2 separate regions of the Mus musculus genome follow, and region 1 is linked to region 2. A link is a contact called in public HiChIP or PLAC-seq data. All regions are on one chromosome and are shown on one strand. The core of a region is the stretch at or near the end of the contact, and the rest is flanking DNA. Distances in the headings are between cores, read along the strand shown. Region 1 holds the start of Kdelr3 (KDEL (Lys-Asp-Glu-Leu) endoplasmic reticulum protein retention receptor 3). Region 2 holds the start of Maff (v-maf musculoaponeurotic fibrosarcoma oncogene family, protein F (avian)).

The links. HiChIP or PLAC-seq counts read pairs in DNA pulled down with a chosen protein or histone mark.
Region 1: an H3K27ac HiChIP or PLAC-seq map of extraembryonic endoderm stem cells shows a contact between it and region 2. The contact joins the enhancer-like site here to the promoter of Maff in region 2. A contact is called at or near these places in 5 of 39 promoter capture datasets (the 3T3-L1 cell line, cranial neural crest, embryonic stem cells and 2 more), 9 of 115 datasets of contacts at active chromatin or transcription factors (CD8 T cells, the SCID.adh cell line, bone marrow-derived macrophages and 6 more) and 1 of 9 other capture datasets (adipose tissue).

What each region holds. Positions count from the first base shown.
Region 1 is chr15:79,515,085-79,520,401 of GRCm38.p6, forward strand. Kdelr3 (KDEL (Lys-Asp-Glu-Leu) endoplasmic reticulum protein retention receptor 3) reads left to right here and starts at 1,324. Exons shown (of 5, transcript NM_134090.2): 1 at 1,324-1,556. The coding sequence starts at 1,466. Within about 2 kb of position 3,952, at least 20 of the 459 cell types and tissues checked have an H3K27ac peak or open chromatin away from gene starts, as enhancers often do. A contact at or near this core is called in embryonic stem cells and extraembryonic endoderm stem cells, where this site is marked.
Region 2 is chr15:79,344,914-79,350,130 of GRCm38.p6, forward strand. It overlaps Maff (v-maf musculoaponeurotic fibrosarcoma oncogene family, protein F (avian)), which reads left to right and starts at 2,607. Exons shown (of 3, transcript NM_010755.4): 1 at 2,607-2,841.

The DNA of each region.
Region 1 (5,317 bases), core at 2,702-5,201, 170 kb after region 2:
GCAGCCTTCGAGAGATTTAGACCAACTGAGGCACCTGGGAAGGATATTCTCCAACCTGCTGAGCTGCCTGCAGGCAGTGGGAAGAGCTCCAGGTTCCCAGCTTGGTGAGCTGTCACCCATGCTGGGTGGGCTTTGGTGATGCAGCTGTCTCTGAGTCATTCCTGCTCCTGTAAGCAACCCTTCACCCATATTCCTCTAAGTAACTCCAGCAAAACTCATTAATTCATGAAGCTGGATATTGGTACTATCTGTACTTTAGGCTGTCGTGGGCTCCCTATCTGGGGTGAGCAGACAAGTGTGTTTCATCTCCCCAGGAAAGGTGTGTGTGTGTGTGTGTGTGTGTGTGTGTGTGTGTGTGTAGATTCACAGCAAGCTGCCCAGGGTCCCCCATGCTGCACCCCCCAGGCAGTGCTACTGGTCACATGCAAAGCCTCCCAGAACTGCTTTGTGCGGGGAGTAATGGTAAAGCAATGGAGGCCAGGAAAGAGTTGGCGAACACCGTAAGCAACAGATCTTCATCCTGCCGAAGCCTCTCCTGCACACAGAGGGAGCCAGACGAAGCCATTTCTTTAGGAAGAAACCAGCTACAGGAGGGAGGGGGGCTGGGATCAAGGAGAAGGCAGAAAGGCCCTTGGTTTATCGGTTCCATAGCTATAGATTAATAGACCTGTGCCCAGAGAGGATGCTTCACATAGCAATGGAGGCCTCCAGCCCACCTAAGATTCTTCCTACTCTATCCTGCCTGCCTCTATGCCGTGCTTGGAGTTTTTCCTGGTCAGTGAAGTTCTTTCCAGTGTCTTCCCACATGAAGAAGAGGGGGGCAGAAATGAAGGCGGTGGGCATCCCCAACACACTCAGCCTCTTTTACACCATTAGCATCTCCCTTGTAGTCAATACTGAAGCCCAGAAAGGGGACTCAGAGTCAGCCTCTCTCCCCACCGGAAACCATCAACAAGGTTATCTCAGAGCTAGCTCAGGTTATCTCAGAGTTTAACAGGTGATGGCTCCTTTCAGCACCACTTCCCGGGAGTTCCAACCTGGGAGGTCTTCCGCGGCTGAAAGCCTGCTTCCACCACCCAGGGCCCAACAGAGCTATGAAAGTCAGGACTTGAAGTGAGTGCCAGGCCCTGACTGTGGTTTCTGGGGATGAGAGGAACACTTGGTGCCTACGCAGGACCAGAGAGGGAGGGGCTCGGCTTGGGCCAGCAGCGGCTGTGTAAGCTGCCCCGCCTGTCGGCGTGGGGACGTGAGAAGCGCTGCTTCCTGGCTCCTGTCCCGCGCCTGGCCGCCCCGCCACGTCACCGCGCGGCCAAGGGTGCGCGCGGCGGGAGCGCGCCAGCAAGGAGGCGCGGCACCGGCCTGGGGCACCGCGAGGAGCAGGGACGGGGACGTGGCAGCGCCCCGCGCAACAGAAAGTTCCCTGGGAAGTTCTGCGCGACACGGCGCGGGAGCGGCGGGCGGGACCATGAACGTGTTCCGAATCCTCGGGGACCTGAGCCACCTCCTGGCTATGATCTTGCTCCTGGTGAAGATCTGGAGGTCCAAGAGCTGCGCCGGTGAGCGGCGCCCGGGGCGGGGCGGGACCGGACCATGGTGAGGACTTAGGCTCAGAGGGAAGCCGGGCGCGCGCGCTTCCAAAAACTTCAGCGAAGTTTTTCGACATCAGAGGATCCGGGAGATTATGAGGGAGCGTGGCTTCTGTCTCCATGAAGAGCCCTACCTCACGCTTCTCGCCCTATCCTTAACTGGGCAGCTGGCAGTATCACGGCTGCTGGGCGAGGAGTGGAGGGGGACCTTCCCCTGGGAGGAGACCATATTTGAAGTCGCCTTAGTCGTCGAGTCTTCATTCTCTCCTGCCTTTTATTTCCCCAGAGAGAGCCTTTTCCTGCCAGCTGGTGATATCAGCCTGGCCCAGGGATGTGGAGCTGGCTCTGAGTGGAAGGCGTTGGAGGGGCTCGCGATTTGTCTACAGGTCTAGCGGCCTTGCTGGGATGGGAAATATCTGGAGGCTGGGTTGATGATTTCAGTCCCCGGGTTAATAAGAAGCTGCCCATTGTCTTTCAGCCATCTCCGTTCCTAGCGTTCCCTGCCTGTCCCAGGCATGCAATTGAGTGTGAGCTCAGACTCTACCAGAGCTGGGGAGGCAGAGAGCAGCTGAGGGCTACGTGGACAGAGAGGATGGGCAGGGTATGTGCTCAAGGTACAGGGTACGGTGTTGAGAACACCCGTGCAAATACGTAGAAGCCACAGGGCATAGGGCATGTCCTGGGAAGGACACAGGAGGAAGAGGAATCCAGAAGGTAGGATGGACTAATGGTGAAAGGCTTTTTCCGGTCACATTCGGGATCCAGGATGAAGGAAACCATCGAAGAAGTAGGAGCAGAGGCAGAGGCTCAGCAGGTCTCTTGAGACTCCGGAAATGGAGGTTGAGAGCATTTTGAGATGTCACCTGGGAGGCTGATCAGGAGAGGGACTTGGTTGAGTATGGATCAGACACATTTTGGATCCAGTGGCTCTGGACTGAATTAGACGTTACCGGGGGTTTGTAGTAGTCAGTTGCCTGAGAGATCGTCTCTCACGGCCCTTCTGCTTGCTGGGCCTGTGACTTTGCTTTAGAGGTCCGGGGTAGGATTGGGGGAGTGCTTGTTACCTCCTCCCTCATCCTGTGAGGGACACTGTGCCCTGATACCCCAATGCCCTGCCTTAGGGAGCTGACCTACTGAGAGACCAGCAGAAAGCGACAGGAGGAGCAAATCAGTATGCGTTGCTGTAGGCGAAAGAAAAATGGCAGCTGGTGCCAGCCCCAAATGCCAGAGACACACTGGCCACTGTCCCACTGTCCTGCTGAGTTGTGTAGCCTGGGGCTTCTGTTTCCCTATCAGTCAGAGGGACTCACTCACGGTGTCTCTCTTCTCCTGGGCTTCTGGTAGGGATAGTGTTTATGTGTTTATGTGTGGAGCCACTATGGGTAGAACCCTGAGCCTACAAGGTTAAGAGGACTGGAGGATATAGTGGCCAGGTATCCCCCATGAAGCTGCTGCCTAGACTGTCCTAATAGGGCAGGTGCCTCTTTGGCAAGGGCTTGGTGAAGGGGCAACACAGCCAGCCCCACCTGGTCTAGGTCGCCTCCCCATCTGTGTCACCCCCTATAGGAGTTCCTTTATGGCCTCGTCTGTCTCCCTGCTAGGCTCTACTCAGGTCCTAGGTCTTGGTCACATGGCTCCAATCACATGTGCGGGGGATGGGGGGGAGGGGAAACAGGACTACTAGTGAGGAATGTGAGGCCCACACTCGCCTGCAGCCGGTATCTGGGCCCAGTGTTCTTCAGAGTGGGAGAGACCTTAGGAGTCTCCTCCATCATTAAAAATGTCACTCTGACTGGGTAGTGGTAGCACGCTCCATTAATCCCAGCACTTGGGAGGCAAAGGGAGGTGGATCTTCTTGAGTTCAAGGCCAGCCTGGTCTACAGAGAGAGTTTCAGGATAGCCAGGGCTACATAGAGAAACCCTGTCTCGAAAACATACAAACAAGACAAAAACAAAAAAACCATCCCAAGACTGCCCGTCACAACCAGAAGAGTGAGACAGGGAGTGTGGGCACAGGAAGGCAGAGTCACTACAGGGGTCACAGGATGCAGACCCTGTGTTCACTTGGAATAGAATCTAGACAAATTGCTAGGCTGGAGGGGGTGTGGCAAGAGCCAGGAGGGAGGATGGCCCAGGCAGCAGCTGGGACAAGGCTTTGGGTCTTTTAAGGACATTTGGAAGTCACATAAAAGCTTTAAGCAGAATTTTGTTTTCAAATAGCCCTTGGGTTTCTGGATGGAGAATGGAAAGTGGGGGTGGGGGTGGGGCCGCTGGCCAGCAATTGTTGGGCTATCTGAGAGTAGCCGAGTAGAGAAGAGAGAGGCTAAAGAATACTGGGGCGTGGTGACTGGAGGGGTGTGAGAGAGGGAGAGAGGCTCAAGGGTGGCCATGAGTTTGCAGAGGGATGAAGGGCTGTTTACCAAGAAGGGGTGGAGAAGGCTATTCGGAGATAGGTTTGTCTTGGATGACTTTTGGGGCCTTGTGGGATTGTCCTGAAAAATGGAGCGGACAGATGAATGAACATACAGGCCAAAACTAAGAGGAGCCTTGGATCTGGAGGCTCTCTGGAGTGTGTGTATGTTTGTGTGTGTGCATGTGTGTGTGTGCACACGTGTTAGAAGCCATCAGCCACAGGGATGGCTGAGATGGCAGAGATACAGAACAGCAGGCAGCTGGGTGATTTGTGGACAAAGACAGGTAGAGCCATAGAAGGGGAGGCACAACCGCCTGATGTCACAGAGTCCAGGAGAGGGATGCTAAGGATGGGAACGTTCTGTGAGCAGCTCTCGAGAGCAGTAGTGAGGTCAGTTGACCTTGGCTTCAGAGACACCAGCACTGGGACTGGAAACGTTGGGCGTGGCAAGGTGTGGCCGAGGCTAGTGTGGGCGTGGCAAGGTGTGGCCGAAGCTATTGTGGGCGTGGCAAGGAAGGAAGATAAAGGAAGTTCCTGGCCCTTGGAGCCATCTCCTTGACCTGCAGGAGAGCCATAAGAGTACAGGGCCCAGGCAGGGGGTGAAGCAGGAACACTGGGGAGCCGGAGTCAAGGGTATGGAACCTGTGACGCTAAGCAAGTGTTCTTGCCCAGGGCCACGCCCCAGTCTCTCCTGCTCCTTTTTTTTTTTTTTTTTTTTTTTTTTTTTGAGACTGGGCTCCTTTGCCTGGGCTGGTTTGCCTCTGCATCCTGAGTGATGGGATTAAGCACTGCACCAATGCACAAAGGCCCAGCCCTATCCTTGCCTTCTTGTGAGAACCTTTATGGCCACCAGGTATGAGCTGGATGAATGAGGGCACAAGGGAGCCCTCTGGACGCCGAAGCTCTTTCACTAATAAAACCCCTGGTTGTAGCGGCACAAGCCTGAGATCTCAGCACGCAGAAAGAGATGGCAGGGAAATTAGGATTTCAAGACCAGTTTTGCTACACGGAGAGTTCAAGGCCAGCCTGGGCCACATGAGGTGCTGTCTCAAATATACTGAAGATCTGGCTGTTGAGATGGCTCAGTGACATAAGGTACTTGCTGTTAAGTTTGAGCTTCTGAATTTGGCCCATGTGGTACAAGGAAGGAGCCATCCCATGAAAGTTGTCCCCTGACCTTCATACATGGTGTGCACATACACACAGATACCACAAACACATACTAAGTAAGGAAATAAATTTTATAAATAATTGTTTAAAAAAATAACATTAAGGGCTGGAGAGATGGTTCAGCAGTTAAGAGCACTGACTGCTCTTC
Region 2 (5,217 bases), core at 1,357-3,856:
CTCATACACACACACACACACACACACACACACGCTAGTAATAAATAAAATAAAAACATAAAAATAATAGTTAATAGTTCTCTTGTGAGAAATTACCTTGAAATTATGAGACTCTCCCTTTAAGGCTATTTTTTAATATCTTTGATTATGTGTATATGTGTGTCCATGTGGGTATGTACATGTGAGCACAGGTGGCCAGCTGCAGGGAGGTGTCAGATACCTGTGAAGCTGCGGTTACAGGAGATGATGTGGGCGATGAGAACCTAGCTCAGGTCTTCTGTAAGAGTAATATGTGCCCTTAACTGTTGAACCAACTCGCCAGCCAGAAATACCTTTTTTTTTAATTAAAAAAAAGGTTTATTCATTATCTTCTTTATTTTTTTATTCATATTCTTTATTCACCATCATTTTTCTCTCCCTCTCTCATCCTGCTCCTTTCTTCCCTGCCCCTCCTTCCTTCTCTCTCCTTGTGTGTTTATGTGTCTGTGTATGAGTGTATGTGTGTGTGTATGTGTATAAGTGTATGTGTGTGTATGAATGTATTATGTATTATGTATGTTTATGTGTCTGTGTATGTGAGTGTATATGTGTGTGTATAAGTGTATGTGTGTGTATGAATGTATTATGTATTATGTATGTTTATGTGTGTGTTTGTATGTGACATGTCGAGGTCAGAAGGCAACTCTGTGGGGTCAGTAGTCTCCTTTGACATTACATGGATTCTGGATGATTAAACTCTTGTTATCAAACTTGCATCCTTGGGTGACAGTGCCTTTTACCTCCTGAGCCATCTTGGCTGGCTCCAAGTATGTGAATATCTTGCTTCTTGTCAAACACACATATCTGCTGATGGTCCCTATTGCAATATCTTATTACAGTGGGGTGGCTCTATGGTCATTTTCTAGGGCCATTGTGCTCTCTTGGAACAAAACAAGAAGGAGGAGGAGGAGGAGGAGGAGGAGGAGGAGGAGGAGGAGGAGGAGGAGGAGGAGGAGGAGGAGGGAAGGAAGAAAAAAGAAAGGAAGAGAAAAGAAAAGGCAGGTTTCTCTGCTTTTGTCTCTTAATTTCTACCAGTGTGAACACTCCAGGCTTGCTCTGTTTAAATGCTGAAGATGTCCCAGACTTAGGCAGTGGGAGTGGCCTCAGGCCAGGTCTTTCAGGAAGGCAGCTTATCAAACAAAGAGTAACCTGAGCAGGCCAGGGTCCAGACAAGTGCCCACACTGACCTGCCTTCCTCTGCAGGCTGTCAGAGGGGATGGAAGTGACACCCTCAACCGGTCTCCCCTTTCATCTCAAGTGAGCAAGAACTCCGAGGTTTCACGGGTCCTGGGTCTGGTAGCCTTGTTTCATCCTGTGACTCAGAGTTTGGTAGAGGGGGTGACAGTGTGCAGTCTGGCAGGACAGCCAACAGGGAGGCCTCAGCTCTCTCACCTTCATTCTACCCACCAGTCCCTCTTACCAGAAAGATCAGTGACATGGGCAAAGATCTCACTGAAAGATAAAAAGATGTGATAGATCCCAAATCATTCTCTCCTCCAGCCACTTGAGCTCTGAAGCCTCTTCTCCCAGGATACCATTTTTTGCGGGGCGTCTCATGACTCTGCCACTGGAAAGACAGTGTGAGAAGGCCAACCCCACTGCTAAACGCAGCATTGCACAACATTGCTTGGCCATTACCAAAAGATCGACTTCTGTGGGCAGTAGGGTGTGGATGCAGAAGCCTGGCTCCCTGTTCTCCTAGGCTGAGGATGTGGGCGATGGATCTAGCCACATGGGGTCCTCACTGTCATACAGGTCTACTGGATTTCTTCATTAGTTGAGCACCTACTATTTGCCAGGCACAGCCTCAGCTCTCTAGAAGGTAGGAAAAGGGTGTGTGGGGGGTGGGGGAGGGTGGTGAACAGGATTGTGTATTTTCTAGAATTGAGAACTTGAGTTCAGAGGTAAATTTTTTGAACACCTTTTTCTTATAACTTGTGTTTTCCTTAAATTCACTTATTTGTTATGTGTCTGTGTGTGAATGGACCCATTCCACCGCTCTAAGTACGTAGAGATCAGAGGTCAGCTTTCTGGAGTCATTGTCTCCTTCCACCTTGGAAGTTGTGGGGTCTGAACGTTAGGCATCAGAGTTTAGTAACAAGCAAGCACATCGACCCACAGGGAAAGCGTCCCTGGGGCGAGTGGAGGTAGGGTTGAAGATATGGAGCCGACACCACGTGAAGACCAGGGGTAGGCAATTGCTGTGGCTTCGGAAATACAAACCTACGGTTCACAGGTACAGAGAAGGCACTTAAAACCACGAGACTGGATGAGGTCATCCGGACAAAGGATGTAGATCGACGAGAGAAGAGGCCAGACAGTGAACTGTAAAGCAAAGCAAATGACACCTCCACCCACGCCGTTCTCCAGAGGTGTCACGTGAATGCATCCAGAGGACACAGTCCCAGCACGGAGAACCGTGGCGGCTCTGGCTGTGGGCTCCTACAGCGGGGTCTACTGGGGGCGGCGCCTCACTCGGGCGTGGGCGGGGTCTCGGCTCCAGGCGGCCGCTCTGGGGCTTGCTGGCGGCTGGGGCGGTGACGTCACTGCATGACTGGGTTTTTATGAATGAAAGGAATCCTGTGCGTGAGTAATTCCGGGAAGCTCGCCTTACAACTGCGCGCGGCTCCAGCCCCCTTCGCCGCCTGCCCCATAACAAAACTCGGAGCGGCGCTGCGCGGAGCCGGGTTCCTAGTGAACTGCGGTCCCGATCGGAGAGGAGTGGGGCTCGAGAGCGGCCAAGGACCGCCACCGCGACAGCCGCGACAAGCACGCACTGAGCGCCGGGCCTGGCGGAGAGCGGTAAGGACGCGTCAGGGACGGGGACCGAGCTCCAGAAGTGTGAGCTCCGGGTCCTGCCTGGGCGGCGCGTGGTCCTCCTGCCCCTTCGGCGCCCCCTTAACATCAGCTCCCGGAGGGGCCTCCGAGGGGCTGGCTGGGAGGCGGTGCGCGGGCCCCGGAGGAAGCCGGGGCGGGGGCGGGGGCGGGGCGTGCACGTACGTGACTCGGTGAGAACAGTCCCTGGAGCCGCGCCCAGCACCTTGTGTGCGCGGTTTGTTTACGTCTCCCGGTGGCGTGCGTGCGGCTGTGTTCTTTGGGGAGCGTCCTGAGTTCTGCGGGCTGCGTGCACACGGTGTACTTCGGGGTGTGTGTTTGTGTGTGTGGCCGCACGCGCTCCTTGGAGACTGACACTAGCCCAGTGTATCTTGAAGTGGGTGCGCACCAGTGTCCACTGGAGCAAATGCGGAATAAGGACCCGAGCGAAGGAAGTGGCCCGATCGGTGGTCACACCAGGTCTGGAATTTTTCTCCCGCCCCTTCCACCCTCCGTCATCCTCCCCCTTTCCACCAGCCGGGACTGCCCGGTCCCTGTTGTCTCTGGAGTTTCCCCTGGCTGGAGCCATGTGACATCAGTGTTTGTTCCTCGCCCAGCGCGGGTGCCTGCAGCTTAGAATAGAGCAGAGGTTAGCGAGCCAGTCTTCTCCTGGCCACCTGGTGGATCTGGGAACCTAGTACATGGGAGTCCTTCCTTAGCCCCAAGTTTTCCGGCTCAGTATGGACTGTCCACCCCTGGATTGTCCCATTCTTCCAGTCTCAGGAGAAACAGGCAAGGCCAGAAAGTTTGTGACAGATTGGAGAACACAAGGCTCCCGGACTATTCTGTTGGCGACTGTGGTTGGTCTGGGTGTCTGAGGCTGCACCTGCTGGGTCCAGGAGGATGGCATGAGGCCCACTGTCACACTCCTCAGGTTGGACTCCTTAGACTGGACCTCTGTGTAGACCGATCGGTGGTCACACCAGGTCTGGAATTTTTCTCCCGCCCCTTCCACCCTCCGTCATCCTCCCCCTTTCCACCCTGGACCCCAGGGCTACTTAAATACTGGGCCAGCTGGCACACCTGGAGTCTACCCATGCCCAGCAAGATCAGCAGCCAGTGCTAACCCCTGATCTTCCTGAGGGAAGGGTTAATGTGGGAGAGGAGCGCTGCCTGAGAACACCTGTTCTGGGAACCCCCGTGATCCCACTCAAGACTTTCCCTCTTACCCCCTCCCCCACCCGAGGGTGCTGGAGTCCGAGGAGGTGGCAACTGAACTAGTTAGGGGGTGGAATCAGTGATATTTTAACTTTGAGCCCAGTGAGTTCTGCTACCACTGTGAGGATTCCAGGGTCCCCATCTGCAGTATGATGGCAGGAGAGCTCTGCAAGACGCTCTGGAAGCTGAGATGCACAGCCTGTTTTCCAGGGGAAACAGGGAAAGCAGAGGCCATCCCAAGGACCGGGGCTGGATAGAATTGGGGGTTAGGGGTTTGCAGCCAGGCCCACAGGAATCATGTGGGTCCATCCTCAAACCTCATCAGGAAACATCTCCCAGTAAAGCTGGGGGATCAGAGGTGAGGGGACGTGGCTAACTGGCTCACTGACAGATGGAAACTTAGCATTGAAAGATGGTTTTCCCTTGAGTCTCCAGGGGACACTTTTTTTGTTTAACAAGCATTTTGTCTGCATGTATATGTTTGCACTGGGTGTGTACCTGGTGCCAGCAGAGGTCAGAAGAGGGTTTTGGGTCCCTTGGAATTGTAGTTACCAGTCATGTGGTTGCTGGGAACCAAATCTGGGTCTTCTCTGTAGGAGTGTTCTTAACCACTGAGCCGTCTCTTCACCTTATTTATTTTGGAAAGGAGGACAAATTTATTTGAGCTCATGGTGTGAGGGGGTATATGCTCACCGTGGCAGGAAGCGTGGTGGTCAGACCAGTTTGTCTGTGGCTGTGGTGGTACGGGGCTGCTGGCCCCCATCTCAGTGCCCCTGGAAGCTGCTGGGCCAGATGTTGGGGTGAGGCTGATAGGCAGATGCAGAGATTGCCTTCTAGGAAACAAAGTAAAAGAACCAAAGAAGTAGATACAGTGTAGCAGCTGAGATAGGCGGGATGATGCAGAAAGCCAAGTTTGCTTAAGTAGCAACAGGGCTTCTACTTAGCTGGCCTCAATCATGGAAGGTTTCGCCGGGGGATGTGGCTAGCAACTTGGTGACTGATGGTGACTCTGGAACCCGGAGGACAAGGGCTGTATTTCCTCTTTGGACCTTCAAGGCGCAGCACAGGACCTGGCAGACAGTAGGTGCTCCCTGCATCTGTGGCTAGTTGAAGAAATGAGCAATGGGTCTAGGTCCTTGAGGTCTG